Regions from separate parts of the Mus musculus genome. Here region 2 is linked to region 1. The links are chromatin contacts, called in public HiChIP or PLAC-seq maps. All regions are on one chromosome and are shown on one strand. Each heading gives the region's core, a stretch centred on a gene start, on an enhancer-like site or on the middle of the called end of the contact. The rest is flanking DNA. Distances are from core to core; before and after follow the strand shown.

Region 1 (6,070 bases), core at 929-3,428:
ACATAATGCATCCACCACTCAGCCTAGAACTAGGGAGGCAGAAACAGGAGGATTACTATAAAGTTGCTATCACCCGGGGCTATATATCGAGATCTTGTATCAAACAAAACAAAGCAAAAAAAAGAAAAGAAAAAGGAAAAAAAAGAAAAGGAGAAAAGAAAAGAAAAAAGAAAGAAAGAAAGAAAGAAGAGAAGAGAAAAGGAAAGAAAGGAAAAGAAAAGAAAGGAAAGGAAAGGAAAAGAAAAGAAAAGAAAAGAAAAGAAAAGAAAAGAAAAGAAAAGAAGAGAAAAGAAAGGAAAAGAAGCAAAGCGGTGATTCAGCCTCACTCTTAGTATTTGGCGGACTGAGGGAAGTCCTAGGGGTTAAGGTGCTTGCTGTAAAATTATGGGGACCAGAGTTCAGATCCCAGCAAGGCAGGCATCTCACATGTATCTGTAACCCCAGCTTCAAGGGTGAGTGGAGACAGGAGGATTGCTGGGCCTTCTAGCCTAGCCTCTAGCCTCGCTGAGGAAACATGAGCTGATCAGGGAGAGCTGTTGCTTGAGAAACAGGCAGAAAGTGATGGAGAACACCCTACGCTCTCTCCTGGCTCCACACACGTGGGCAGCATACACCTGCATACACGAACACGGACATGCCCATAAATATATAACTAAGTTAGTAGATAACAAACGAAGGCCAGAGAGGTGACTCTGGGGTTCAGAGTGCTTGCTGCTCTTTCTGGGGACCCAAATTTGGTTCCTCCCACCTAAATCAGGAAGTTTATAAACCACCTGTAACTTCAGCTACAAGGGATTTAAAGCCTTCCTCTGGCCCCCATAACCACCTGAACACACACGATACAGGCATATAAACACATGGATGTATGCATAAATGATAAAGATTTTATTTTTTATTTTATTTTTTAAGATTTATTTTATTTATTTGAGTACAGTATAGCTGTCCTCAGACACACCAGAAGAGGGCGTCAGATCCCATTTCAGATGGTTGTGAGCCACCATGTGGTTGCTGGGAATTGAACTCAGGACCTTTGGAAGAGCAACCAGTTCTCTTAACCACTGAGCCATCTCTCTAGCCCACGCTTTTATTTTTTTTAAAAAGTAGTGTGTGTGCGTGTGTGTGTGCGCGCACGTGCGTATGCATGCTCTATGTGTATCATATTCATGCATGAGCCCTTGAAGACAAGAAAAGATTATCAGAGCCCTTAGGACTGGAGCTATCGGACATTGCAAGCCACCTGATGTGGTATGTTGGGAACCCAACCCAGGTCCTCTGACAGAGCAGCAAGTGCTCTTAGCTACTGAGCCCTTTCTCCAGCCCCAAAATGAGACGTTTAAAGGGAATAAATAACAAAAAGTAATTAATGTGACTTAGGGACATCTTTCCAAATATGCTTTGGGACACAGCATTCTTGGGGAAGCTGAAATGACCGCAGGAGTTTTGTGCTCCTTGTTCTGAAGACCCAGGAAGTGGCAGAGATGCAGCCTGACAAAAGGGTCCCCACTGGTCACAGAGGAAGGGGTGGGCTCTGGCTCATTAGTGACAGGGGACTTAGGCCACCAGCTGGGCCAGCATGCAATACAAGGCTCTACTGGCTGCCAGGCCTCATTAGTGGCCACCAGGTGGGGGTGAGCCTGTGGGCAGACAGCCCTACGTGGATGAACTGCTGTCTCTGCACAAGACAGGTCACGTCCTGTACACACACACACACACACGGGCCCTTTTCTGGGAGCTATTTTCTTGTCTCTTCACTTGCTGGTATTGATGTCTGGGCGGCCTTGTCAGCCCTGGCAGGCAGCCCAGAGGCCAGCGCCCCAGGCTGTCCCTCTCTGCCTTCGCCTTCTGGCTTTGGTGGCCTTGCTCAATTGGGTGGCATTTGAGAGCACAAAAGGGAAGATGGTGCCATTCAGGAAAGGGCGCCTCAGGCTTCCCCGCTGGAGAGTCTCTCGGCTTGTCTATTTTCGGCATGCAGGCATTTCCATCTTGGTAGTGGTCACGGTCCTCACCCTGGCTTCCTGGGCTCCATGGGATGGAGTTCTGCCTTCCTGGGGATTGAGCTGGCTGCTAAACAGGCTGGAGAGGGGAGGGTAGAGTTGGGTGGAGAGGCAGGGTCTGCCAGGCCTCCCTGCTGAGTGACATCCACAGAATTCAGCCAGCTACCACCCCAGGCACCTGATGCCTGCGGCCTTCCTCCCTGTCTTGGCAGCTGCACTGAGAAATACGAAGGGTCTGCTGCCCTGTGGTTAGGTGCCTGGGACAAAGGCCCAGGTCCCTTGGGACTCCTTTGTCATTAGCCATTCACATTTGTGGGGTGAGGATCAAAAGCCTTCCCCCTGCCCCAGCCATTGGTGAGCCAGGATTTTGGCAGGAGGCAGCAGACCAGAGAGAGAGGGTATGAATGATGGACACTCCAGGACTGCAGCCTTTGTCCCTGGATGATCGGGCCTCAGCATCTGGAGACCACTATCCTCCCCCCACCCCCCACCTCTCCACCCCCCCCCCCCCGCCGCCAACCTCGTTTCTGTTCCTAAAAGTCACAGGTTTTGAAATTTCCGTCCATAAACAGTGTCATGGCTTCCAGTCCACCCAGTGGCTCACGGGTGTTGGTTTTAAATCTGTATGCCTGCATCTGGAAGCCCTGCCCAGCTCAGCCCTGCAGTGGATCTGTTTATCTGTTTGCTGGCCTACATTCGGGGCTTTTCCTGGGAAAGACCTTGGGACCCAGCGCCTTAGCATTGAGCCCTGAGGAACACTTTAGCCTGGCCTGAAGATGCTGCTGGCTAGATCCGATAGGACCAGGGCCAGCAACCCGGGGCTCCCAAAGGACGGCCTTGGAGCTGCTTTGTGGTGTAAGAGTGCTGAGTTTATAGGCATGGGAAAGCCTCGTTGACAAGACACAGGGATATGGCTCACCCAGGTCTCTGGGGTCCAAAGGCTTTCAGATTCTAGTTGAAGATGGTTTTCCAAGTGCTGGGATTAAGTAAATTGAGAGAGGCATCCAATAGCTGACTCCCCAGCCTTCCAGACTACGACTACGTATTTTAAAACCTTACAGAACGGCTTCTCTGGAGCCTTTGGAAGGCATATGTTGGCTACAGATTGTGGCAGCAGGCTGGGACTGAGAGGGGAGGGAGGGAAAGAGGGGGGTAGGGGAGGCAGCCACAGCTGAACAGAATTCTGTCATTCTGTCACAGATCTGGGAAGATCCCCCGGGGGAGTGACTATCAGTTCGAGGCAGCTTTAAGTGGACTAAGGTCGGTGCAGAACTGGGTAGGTACAAAACTCTATAGTTCATGAGCTGGGCAACCTCAGGTGAGTTGCTTACCTTCTCTGGGCCTTATCTGTAACAGGACTACGAATCAGCTTACAAATAATCCTGTAAAAATGATACTGGTATCAAAATAGCCTGGTGGTATAGGACCCTAGAAACTTAAGAGGGGCTCTGAGGAAATTCAGGGACTTCTTTTTTAGCATTTTTTCTGGTCTCTGCCTCTTTGGGGAGTCCCATCCCATGCCCTCCCCCTCAGGAGTATAATCCCTGCATTGCTTAAGCTGGAAGGCTTAAGGTCATGAGGTGTCCCCATGACACCTGTGGCCCCGGGGAGACAAGGTAGACACACAGGCTGAAGTGCCAATGTTTAGGTTCCAGTTTGGCCCTGCCACCACCCACTGCTGTCAGCAAATGGTTTAGTCCCCTAGCCTGCTCTCTGCCCCCTGGGAAGGTTGACCATATGCCCAGCTCAGCTCGTGGCAATGACATTGGAGTTAAGATGTGCCACATAGGATACCAAGCATCCAGCACACAAGCTCTGGGGCTCCCCATGAGGTCTAACCCAACCCTGATGCCACACTGGAGCCTTACCAACCTGCTGCCTAGTCAGAACACTAGTGGTGTGTGTGTGTGTGTGTGTAGACCAGGCTGGCCTTGAACTCACAGAGAGTTCGCAGTCACTCAGAGCCTTGCTCCTCCCCCTCAGCAAAACCTTCAGCCTCTGGAGCGTCAGTTTTTCTCTCTCCCTCTCTGGAGCATCCTGACATGCAGCATTTGTCTGTTACAGCCTGTCACCCTTCTTGCCAGCCCATCCCCACCCCTGCCATCTTGTAGCCCCTCCGGGGATCTGATGTAGATAGCACTCATTCCGGAAGCCCCTCCCAGGCAGGGTGTGGTCCCCCTCCGCCACTACTCTCTCCCATAGTACCATGCTGCTCAGAATTTATTAACACGGCTCTGTATAGCTGCAAGGGAAGCCAGGAAATATAGTTGTGGCTCTGTGTGGTCATGTCGCTGACTGAGAAGTTACATGACCAGAGAAGACAGTGGAAAGAGGCTGTGCTGATCTAGGGCCTCTGAAACCCCATCAGTTAAGGCTGGCCACACAGAAATGTCCAGTGGTGAGTGTCTGCCTTCCTGACATCTGGTCCCTCAGTCCCTTCAGAGGCCTGTGCTTCCTACTGTGCCACTTGGTGCTGTTCTTCATACAGAACACAGCGGTCCTCACAAAGAGGGGAGCCAAGACCATGGGGGCACACTCTGTGGGCTTCCATGACAACCAGATGCTGTGCTCCAAACTCCCAGAACCTCTGGGCTTTTTGTTTGTTTGGTTTATTTGAGACAGGGCCTCATTATATAGTTCTGGCTGGCCTGGAACTCACTATGCTGATTGTCATGGTTGAATATGCTTGGCCCAGGGAAATGGCATTATTAGGAGGTGTGGCCTTGTTGGAGTGGGTGTGTGCTTGTTGGAGTGGGTGTGGCCTTGTTGGAGTAGGTGTGTCACTGTGACCGTGGGCTTTAAGACTCTCATCCTAGCTGCTTGGAAGCCAGTCTTCTCCTAGCAGCCTTCAGATAAAGATATAGAACTCTCAGCTCCTCCTGCACCATGTCTGCCTGGATGCTGTCATGCTCCCACCTTAATGATAATGGACAGACCCTCTGAACCTGTAAGCCAGCCCCGATTAAATGTTGGCTTTATAAGACTTGCCTTGGTTATGGTGCTGTGCACAGCAGTAAAACCCTAACAAAGACTGGCAGGACTTGAACTTACAGAGATCCTCCTGCCTCTGCTTCCCAAGTGCTGGGATCAAAGGTGTGCACCACCACACCTGGCATTTGATGCCTCTGTTTGGCAAATAAGGAAATCCAGACACTGATGGGCCTCTCAGCTTCTTCGAGATAGTTCTGTGACTGACATCTAGGCAGGACGGCTCCAGAGCCCGCCCTTACCAGCCTTGCCACTGTGTGCCCCTGGTCCTTTTTTTTTTTTCCAAAGATTTATTTATTAATTTTATGTATTTGAGTACACTGTAGCTGTACAGATGGTTGTGAACTTTCATGTGGTTGTTGGGAATTGAATTTTTAGGACCTCTGCTCACTCCAGTTGTGCGTCCCCACCTACCCCCGCCCCTGCTCAGACCCACTCGCTCTGGTTGTCCCCGGCCACTTGCTCCGGTCAGCCCCCACTCACTTAGCCCCTGCTCGCTCCAGCCCAAAGGTTTATTTATTATTATACATAAGTACACTGTAGCTGTCTTCAGATGCACCAGAAGAGGGCGTCAGATCTCATTACCGGTGATTGTGAGCCACCATGTGGTTGCTGGGAATTGAACTCAGGACCTTCAGAAGAGTAGTCAGTGCTCATACCCCTGAGTCATCTCACCAGCCCGTACCCCTGGTTCCTGTGGTGATGTGGCTGAGCCATATTCCAATTTCTTAGCCCCCAGGCTTCGCTGGCATTCCTGTAACCACCACCTGCTGTGGTCATGATGGGGGGGGGGGGCAGAACACTGTCCGGGAACAGGTGGGCTCACTGTGAGGTAGCTGTGGACTTAGATGTGGGGGAAGGCCTTGCTGGCTTGGGGGCTGTGTTCTCTCTGCCCTCCAATCCCCAAGCTGGGTCCTGGACCCTGCCTAGATTGCCCAGTGGGCCTCCCTACCTTTTCTAGGAGAATCCCAGGGTTTCAGACCCCTGCAGTCACTGGGGGCTGAAGATGCCCTGGGGCCCCTGGGGAGCTATATATCCTTCTACTCCTCCTTAGCTCTGAGGAGAGAGGAGAAGAGACATTAGTCCCA
Region 2 (6,070 bases), core at 1,362-3,861, 160 kb after region 1:
CCCGCACCTCAGGAGGGTGTGTGAGCAAGTTACAGTAGCCACTTGAAGGTGGCAGTGACTGAGCTGCTGATATCTTTAGTGATTCCGGAGAACAGGAACTCTGAGGCCTCTGGTGTCTTCCCCTGCCTTGTTTTATAGCCCCCCACCCCCAATACATAAAGCTCAGCCTCTTGCAGCATCCCTCCCGCCTGCCTTTTCTGGCCTATGCCAGGGGCCAGGCAGTAAGAGACACACAAACTAATTAAGAAGCAGAGTTTGGCTGGATGCCTGGGCTGGCCTCACCAGGGAATTAAGCCCAAGCTGTTAGAGCCCAGGAGCGTATACTTTCCAGATACCCCCTCCCCGGGACGCTCCTTCCTTCTGCCTGGCACAGTGAGAGACCCAAGACCTGAAGCTAGTAGCCAGGGGATATGGCTTCTGTCACCCACACTGTCTGGGTCCAACACCCTCCACTCTCAAAGAGAATAATTAGATTCTTAGCCCCAGAGAAAGCAGGAGAATCCTGCCCACCCCAGCCACACATCATTAGAAAGTAACTACAAAGCCCACCCTGCGGTGAGCAGAACGCAAAGTCAGGGCCATGGGCTCTGGGGACTGACTGACTTTCTGTGCTGTGCACGTCGGGAGGATGACCCTGGGTAGTATTGAACCAAGGAGTCTTCGGTGAGGAAACCCGCGGCATGGAGTGGAGAAAAGGTGATCAGAATACTCCATGGCGCGACTGAGCTTGTCTTGGGCATCCAAGAGCAGAGCTGCGTGGCGGGAGGCAGGGTTTAGACACGTAGCCGGATGGGTGCGAGCCGTGTGTGCGTTTCCTGAGGACTGTGGCTGAATGTGTCTGTGTGTGCGAGCAGGCAGAAGGAAGCTGGGGCTGGGGTTCTGTGGTTGGGAACCAGCGACAGGAAGAGCTGGCTCAGGAGAGGTCTGAAAAGGGATGCCGAGAACAGTCGGCGCCTGGGCTAAGGGATGCCCAACAGCTCAGACCGCCAAGAAGCTAGAAGAGGCGATCGAGCCGCGGCCACTGCCCGGAAGGCGAGCCAGCCTCAGGGCCGCGGTGCTGGAGAGCTTCTCGCCCGCCAGCCGCGCACAACTCCGGATCGCTCATCGCCCGCTTCCACTCGGGAGGCTGAGCCGAGGGAGGAAAAGGATTCCGTGGGAACAGCTGCCCCAGCCCAGAGCTTGGGCTCTTCCCGGGTCTCCTGAGCTCACTGTATTATTCTCCCAAGACTTCCGGATCTCTCTAACCCCTGGAAAGATTTCGGAAAGCCGAGACCTTACCCCGGCATCCCCAGCCTCACACCAATAGCCTAGGACCGCTTCTTGGGCTCGGGAGCAGCCTGCTCGGTCTCCCGGCGCCCAGGCGAGGGCGGAGACGCGGCCATCAGTGCATCCACCAAGCCCCGGCAGCGCGCACTTTGAGCAAGATCTTGTAAAGTTTCCGGGCGGCTCCGCCAGGGTAGAGCGGGACGCTGGCTCTTACCATAGACTCCTTGTCCCCGACAGTGGAAGGGGATAAGCGCCAGAAGTAGAAGACAGGTCACCTCCATCTTCACGGCCAGTGCTTCATCCCCGCGAGGCGGCGCAGCCTGAGAGGCGGCGGGGGGCGCATCCGCCGGGGCACCGCTTTGCCCTCTGCGTTCCCTCCTTTTCCCTGAGTCGCGACGGAGAGGGCGGCGACCGAGACTAGGAGTCTGAGCAAGCCGCGACTCGGCTCTGTCCTCTTCCCACAGGGCGGCTGCCCGGGTGGAGACGCAGGGGGCGCTGCCCCAGACCTTGAAGCCTCTGCGCACCGGGCGCAGCAGCCAGCTCCCTGGCCCAGAAAGCTCGGCCACCGAGCAGTCCTAGGTCCCCAGGGCTGTCCACCGAGGGTGCTGAACGCGGGGGGACCTCTCTGCTGCGGCGGCCGCGCTCCGATCCAACAGGCCACCGATGCCTGACAAACTTGTCTTTTCCCCGCCCAGGGGACGCCCCTCCGCGGAGCCAGGCCAGGAGGCCCGGACTCTGCTTTGGTTAATCCGCTGGCTCCAGTCCTGCAGTAGGTGTGGAGGGCTCCGCAGCCCGACCCAAGGGAGCCGGGCTGGGCGCCCTTCCCGGAGGCGAGGGCGCCGGGTCCCGGTCCTCTGGAGCGCTGGAGCAGCGAGGACTAGGTTCGGCAGCGGGGCGAGCGCTCCGGGTCCCCGAGTCCGCGAAGTTAGCCGAGCCGCCGCCGAGGAATCCGGGGGAGGCGATCGCGTCCCGGCGCCCCCGCGGGAATCCAGAGAACGGTTCCAAAGCAAGAGGGACCGCAGCCAGCAAGGGAAAGAGGAAAGTTTGAGTCCTTTGAAAATAATTCGCGCTCTTGCGGAGGCCCGGGCTCAGGAGCTGCTGGCCGCCTCCTCTCTCCCCGCTCCTCTCCCGCCGTCTGGCCGCCGCCGTGGCATTCCCGGGCTCCGCGATCTCGGGAGAGCGGGGCTGCGCCGCGCCCCAAGTTGGGCGTCCCCGCCCCCCTCCCGGCGGCCTGGGCCCGAGAGGGCCCCAGCGGGCGGGGCCGGGCGGGCTCCGGGGCACCGCGGCCACTCCGGCTCCGGGGCCGCGGGAGCGCTCCGCTCGCTCCCTAACTTGGGCTTCGCTGTGCTGCTTTCTGGTCCCTCCGAGCTTTTCATTCCGCGCTTCCTCCACCTCCCCATCACCACCACCCCGCCTCCCGCTCTCCCTCCTCCCTTCTTCCCTCCTCCCATCTCCGCGATCGGTCTCTCGCTCTCCCACCCTTTGTCGCTCGCTCGCTCTCCTGTTTGATTCCCCTCCAGTTAAAAAAAGGGGAGCCAATTAAAGGCAGCCCAGCTCGCCCGGCCCAGCCTCTGTCCAATTTCCTTGCTTCCCCCAGGACCAATTAGAGAAAACAAAACAGGGCTGGGGGAAGCAGTCTCTCTCTCTCTCTCTCTCTCTCTCTCTCTCTCTCTCTCTCTCTCTCTCTCTCTCTTTCCCCGCCCCCCCCATCTCTCTCTCCCTATCTCCGCCTCCCCCACCAGCCCCCTGGCAGAAAAATGTCAGAAAGCAGCAATGGATCCATCTATCCCGAGGACAGTAGCGGGAACGTGGGTTCGGCGCGGGCTCTGCAGCCGCGCACTCGCACACGCTCTCCGCCCTCCCTTGCACAGCCCAGGCTGGCAAAGCCCTGGCCGGGTGCAAACGCTCGCCGCACGCTCGCCGGGCAAGCACCGGCGGCTGGTTGCTGGGACGCAAGCCTGCAGGGCACTGGACACTTAATGAATGTTTTGCACTTTGGAGAAGGTGATACTGGAGCCTAGGATCGGAGGGAAAGGCCAAGGCGTCTGCTTCTCCTAGACCAGAGCTGGCGCGAGAGGCGGTTGCCTGCTGTCGCTCTGCAGGGATGTTGGCTCGGCTTGGGAATCCCGCCACCTCCACCACCACTACCCGCCCCTGGCAGAGCCCCAGCCCCTTTCCAAGCTGCCTCGGCCTCTCCCCGGGTCGGGCGCCGGGGACGCTGCCAGAGGCACTGAGGAGGAGGACGCGCTTGCAGCTTGCAGTGTCCTAGCTGAGGCCCACAGGTTGCCAACAGGTTTGCCAGCAAGACCCCAGTGCCAGAGCTCCACAGGGACACCCAGGGTCCCCTTCAGCCCGCTTCTCTCAAATCCTGCCTACCCGTGAGACCTCAGGCGTGGCCAAGTGCCCTAGGGGTGCTCGCGCTTCCTGCAGCCAAGCCGGGAAGCCTGTCTCCCCCCACTTCGAGACTCCGTCACCTTAACCCGGCCCTCCCCGAAGCTGTGACCAAGATGTAGTTCCTTCCAGACGCCCTTGGGGAGGGGCGTGGGCTGGGCAGAGAGGCGCACGACCTCCCTGGCGCCTCCGATAGCGTCCTCCCTCCAACCCGGTCCTGCTAATCTTACCTGCTCCACCTGTCGCCGTTATTTATCTCGGCGTGAGCGCAGGGATTGTACTAGAGCGGCCCGTGGGAGCGCGGACAGCACAGCCGCAGCAGCTAACAAGCTCGGAGGTTAGATCCTGTTCAGGATCTGCTGCAATGGTGGGTCCATGACCTCAGGCATCTGTCCAAACTCAAAGACCTGTTTCTGATCACCCAAAGAGTTGATTCTCTTGCATGTAAATCAGCGCATGAATTAAAAATATTAATTATAAATCCCTCCCTCTCCAAGCCCACTCCCACCGGGATGTTTCTCCTCTGACCCTCCTGGGCAAACATAACCTGTTAAGGAGGAGTGGAAAGCACAAGGTGTTGCCTGGTAGATGGGGAGGGGCGCCATCAGCCTGACTCTTCTCAGTTTGCTTATGGTTCATCCAGGCTACCCGCCCTTGTTCCTGGCTCCTTTGTTTCTTTCCTACTCTTACTAGGGGTGGGAGTCCAATGCTCAGTTAAGGGTGTCCAAACTCAACTCAGCAGATGCCAACTAGAGATTTATTGAATGAATGAATGAATGAATGAATGATGTCCATCGTGGGCCAGATCCCCCAGTCCAAAGCTACCTTCCACGTGCTCAGCCTTCCGTTAACTCGAAGGGAAATGCATGATATGATCCACAGACGTCCAATGTCTTCCCACCTACCTCTCCCACTCAGTCTGAAAGGGAAGTGGTATCAGATGAGGGGGTGATGGTGAGTAGCTTGGTTTATTGTCCTGTTGCCATTATTGGGAAGCTTCCAGAATCCCCCAGGAAGCTCCCAGGGAGTCATCCTTGATGAGTCAGGCTCTCTCTGGCTTTGCCTATTCTGGGAAACTGTTGTATTCCTTTCCCAACCCCAAACAGCATCAAATTGCTTTTCTCTGGCCTAGCAGAGAGGATGGGTATACTGTCTGAACACATATTGGCCTGGAAAAGAACGAGGCCTTGTGGTGGAGGGCTAGGGAGGAGGAGAGCAGAAGTCCAGAGCCTGGCAGGCTGGGATTGAACATTTGCTGTGCTAATCCACTTGTGAATACTCGCTGTGTGTAGTGTAAACACCTCGACAGCCTGTTCATGTGTGCCTGTCAACTCAGTCATTTCCTCCCCACAGTATTCCAGGCCTGCTGCCTGGGACTGAACCTCAGAATTGACAGTGGCAGCCAACCTCAGAGAATGCAGAGGACCACCAGGCTTGTGGTCCAGCCCTAAGCTGTCTGGGCCTCACTGTCACCCAGATATCAAGCAGGTGGGACTTCTACCTAGCAGTGGTTGAGAGAACTGGGTACCTGCTACAGGGACAGAGGTTTTGTGTCGGGCACTGTCAGGCATCTTAAGGACTTACTCTTGTTCACAGAGATGCTAAGGATCCTAAGTAGCCAGGCTGAACAGCTTTGTGCCTTCCTCCTAAGGTTCCCAAGCTGCAGGTATGCAAGCCCAGAGGCGACTAGCCACACTTCCATAATTCTTGCTGTGAAACTAGCATAAGAGCCAGCATCTCCTAGTTTCTACAAGCACTAGAACAGTGCTCTGGACCACACATGAGTCTGGTAAGAATGTGGGAGCATGAGAGCTAGACCCCAAGACCTGCAGGAATGTCCCTGGGGGGGGGGGGACCATAAGGAATCACAAGGCATGGGATCAGTCTGCAGCAGGGGATCTGGGGACCACCATCACTTCCTCACTGAAGAAAGCCTTCCTTCTCAGAGAAGCCTCAGCACTTGGACCCCAGTAAGTTCCCAGAACTAGCCAACTCTGGTTGTGTCTGAGATGAGCTAGGGAAGCAGGGTCCTGGGACAGGGTCCGGCATGGGTGGGTAGCTGAGGTCTCTAATGACACCACAATTCCTAAACAGCTCTCTGGTCTCTTCTGCTCTCCTCTTGTGAGTCAGAGCCTGCAAGGGAAGCAAGGAAGAGTGCAAGTTCGAAGAGACTCGGCCTGGCCCCAATGGTGCCGTCGCCTCCTGGAGAAGTAGATTGCGTCTGAAAATCATACGGTGGCAGGTATTGATTGGATCGCACAGCAGGCTGAGTTCTGGTCAAGGGGAGGAGGGAAGCTGGGAAAGGATGAGGAACGGTGAGAGTTATGACCCCGCTGAAAGACCAGTTTATTAATTCGAGCCCTAACAAATAGCCAATTAATGGCCCCAGCTGCTAATTAGTAAGCAGTTAACT

What was found. HiChIP or PLAC-seq counts read pairs in DNA pulled down with a chosen protein or histone mark.
Region 2: a contact with region 1 is called in an H3K4me3 HiChIP or PLAC-seq map of embryonic forebrain, with 5 times the contacts expected there. The contact joins the promoter of Mdga1 here to the enhancer-like site in region 1. A contact is called at or near these places in 18 of 39 promoter capture datasets (the 3T3-L1 cell line, the HPC-7 cell line, HPC-7-derived erythroid cells and 12 more), 1 of 15 datasets of contacts at CTCF or cohesin (large pre-B cells), 11 of 484 Hi-C or Micro-C datasets (the G1E-ER4 cell line, the HPC-7 cell line, LSK cells and 7 more), 16 of 115 datasets of contacts at active chromatin or transcription factors (bone marrow-derived macrophages, craniofacial prominence, embryonic basal ganglia and 10 more) and 2 of 9 other capture datasets (adipose tissue and pancreatic islet).

The regions. Positions count from the first base shown.
Region 1 is chr17:29,729,008-29,735,077 of GRCm38.p6, forward strand. No RefSeq gene overlaps it. Among named protein-coding and RNA genes, the nearest start is that of Ccdc167, 15 kb to the left of the region's middle. Within about 2 kb of position 2,179, at least 54 of the 459 cell types and tissues checked have an H3K27ac peak or open chromatin away from gene starts, as enhancers often do. A contact at or near this core is called in brain, embryonic forebrain, hippocampal neurons and 3 more, where this site is marked.
Region 2 is chr17:29,885,967-29,892,036 of GRCm38.p6, forward strand. Mdga1 (MAM domain containing glycosylphosphatidylinositol anchor 1) reads right to left here and starts at 2,612. Exons shown (of 17, transcript NM_001368423.1): 1 at 1,481-2,612. The coding sequence starts at 1,547. It overlaps Gm41559 (a long non-coding RNA gene), which reads left to right and starts at 3,935. Exons shown (of 3, transcript XR_003952341.1): 1 at 3,935-4,024; 2 at 5,011-5,899.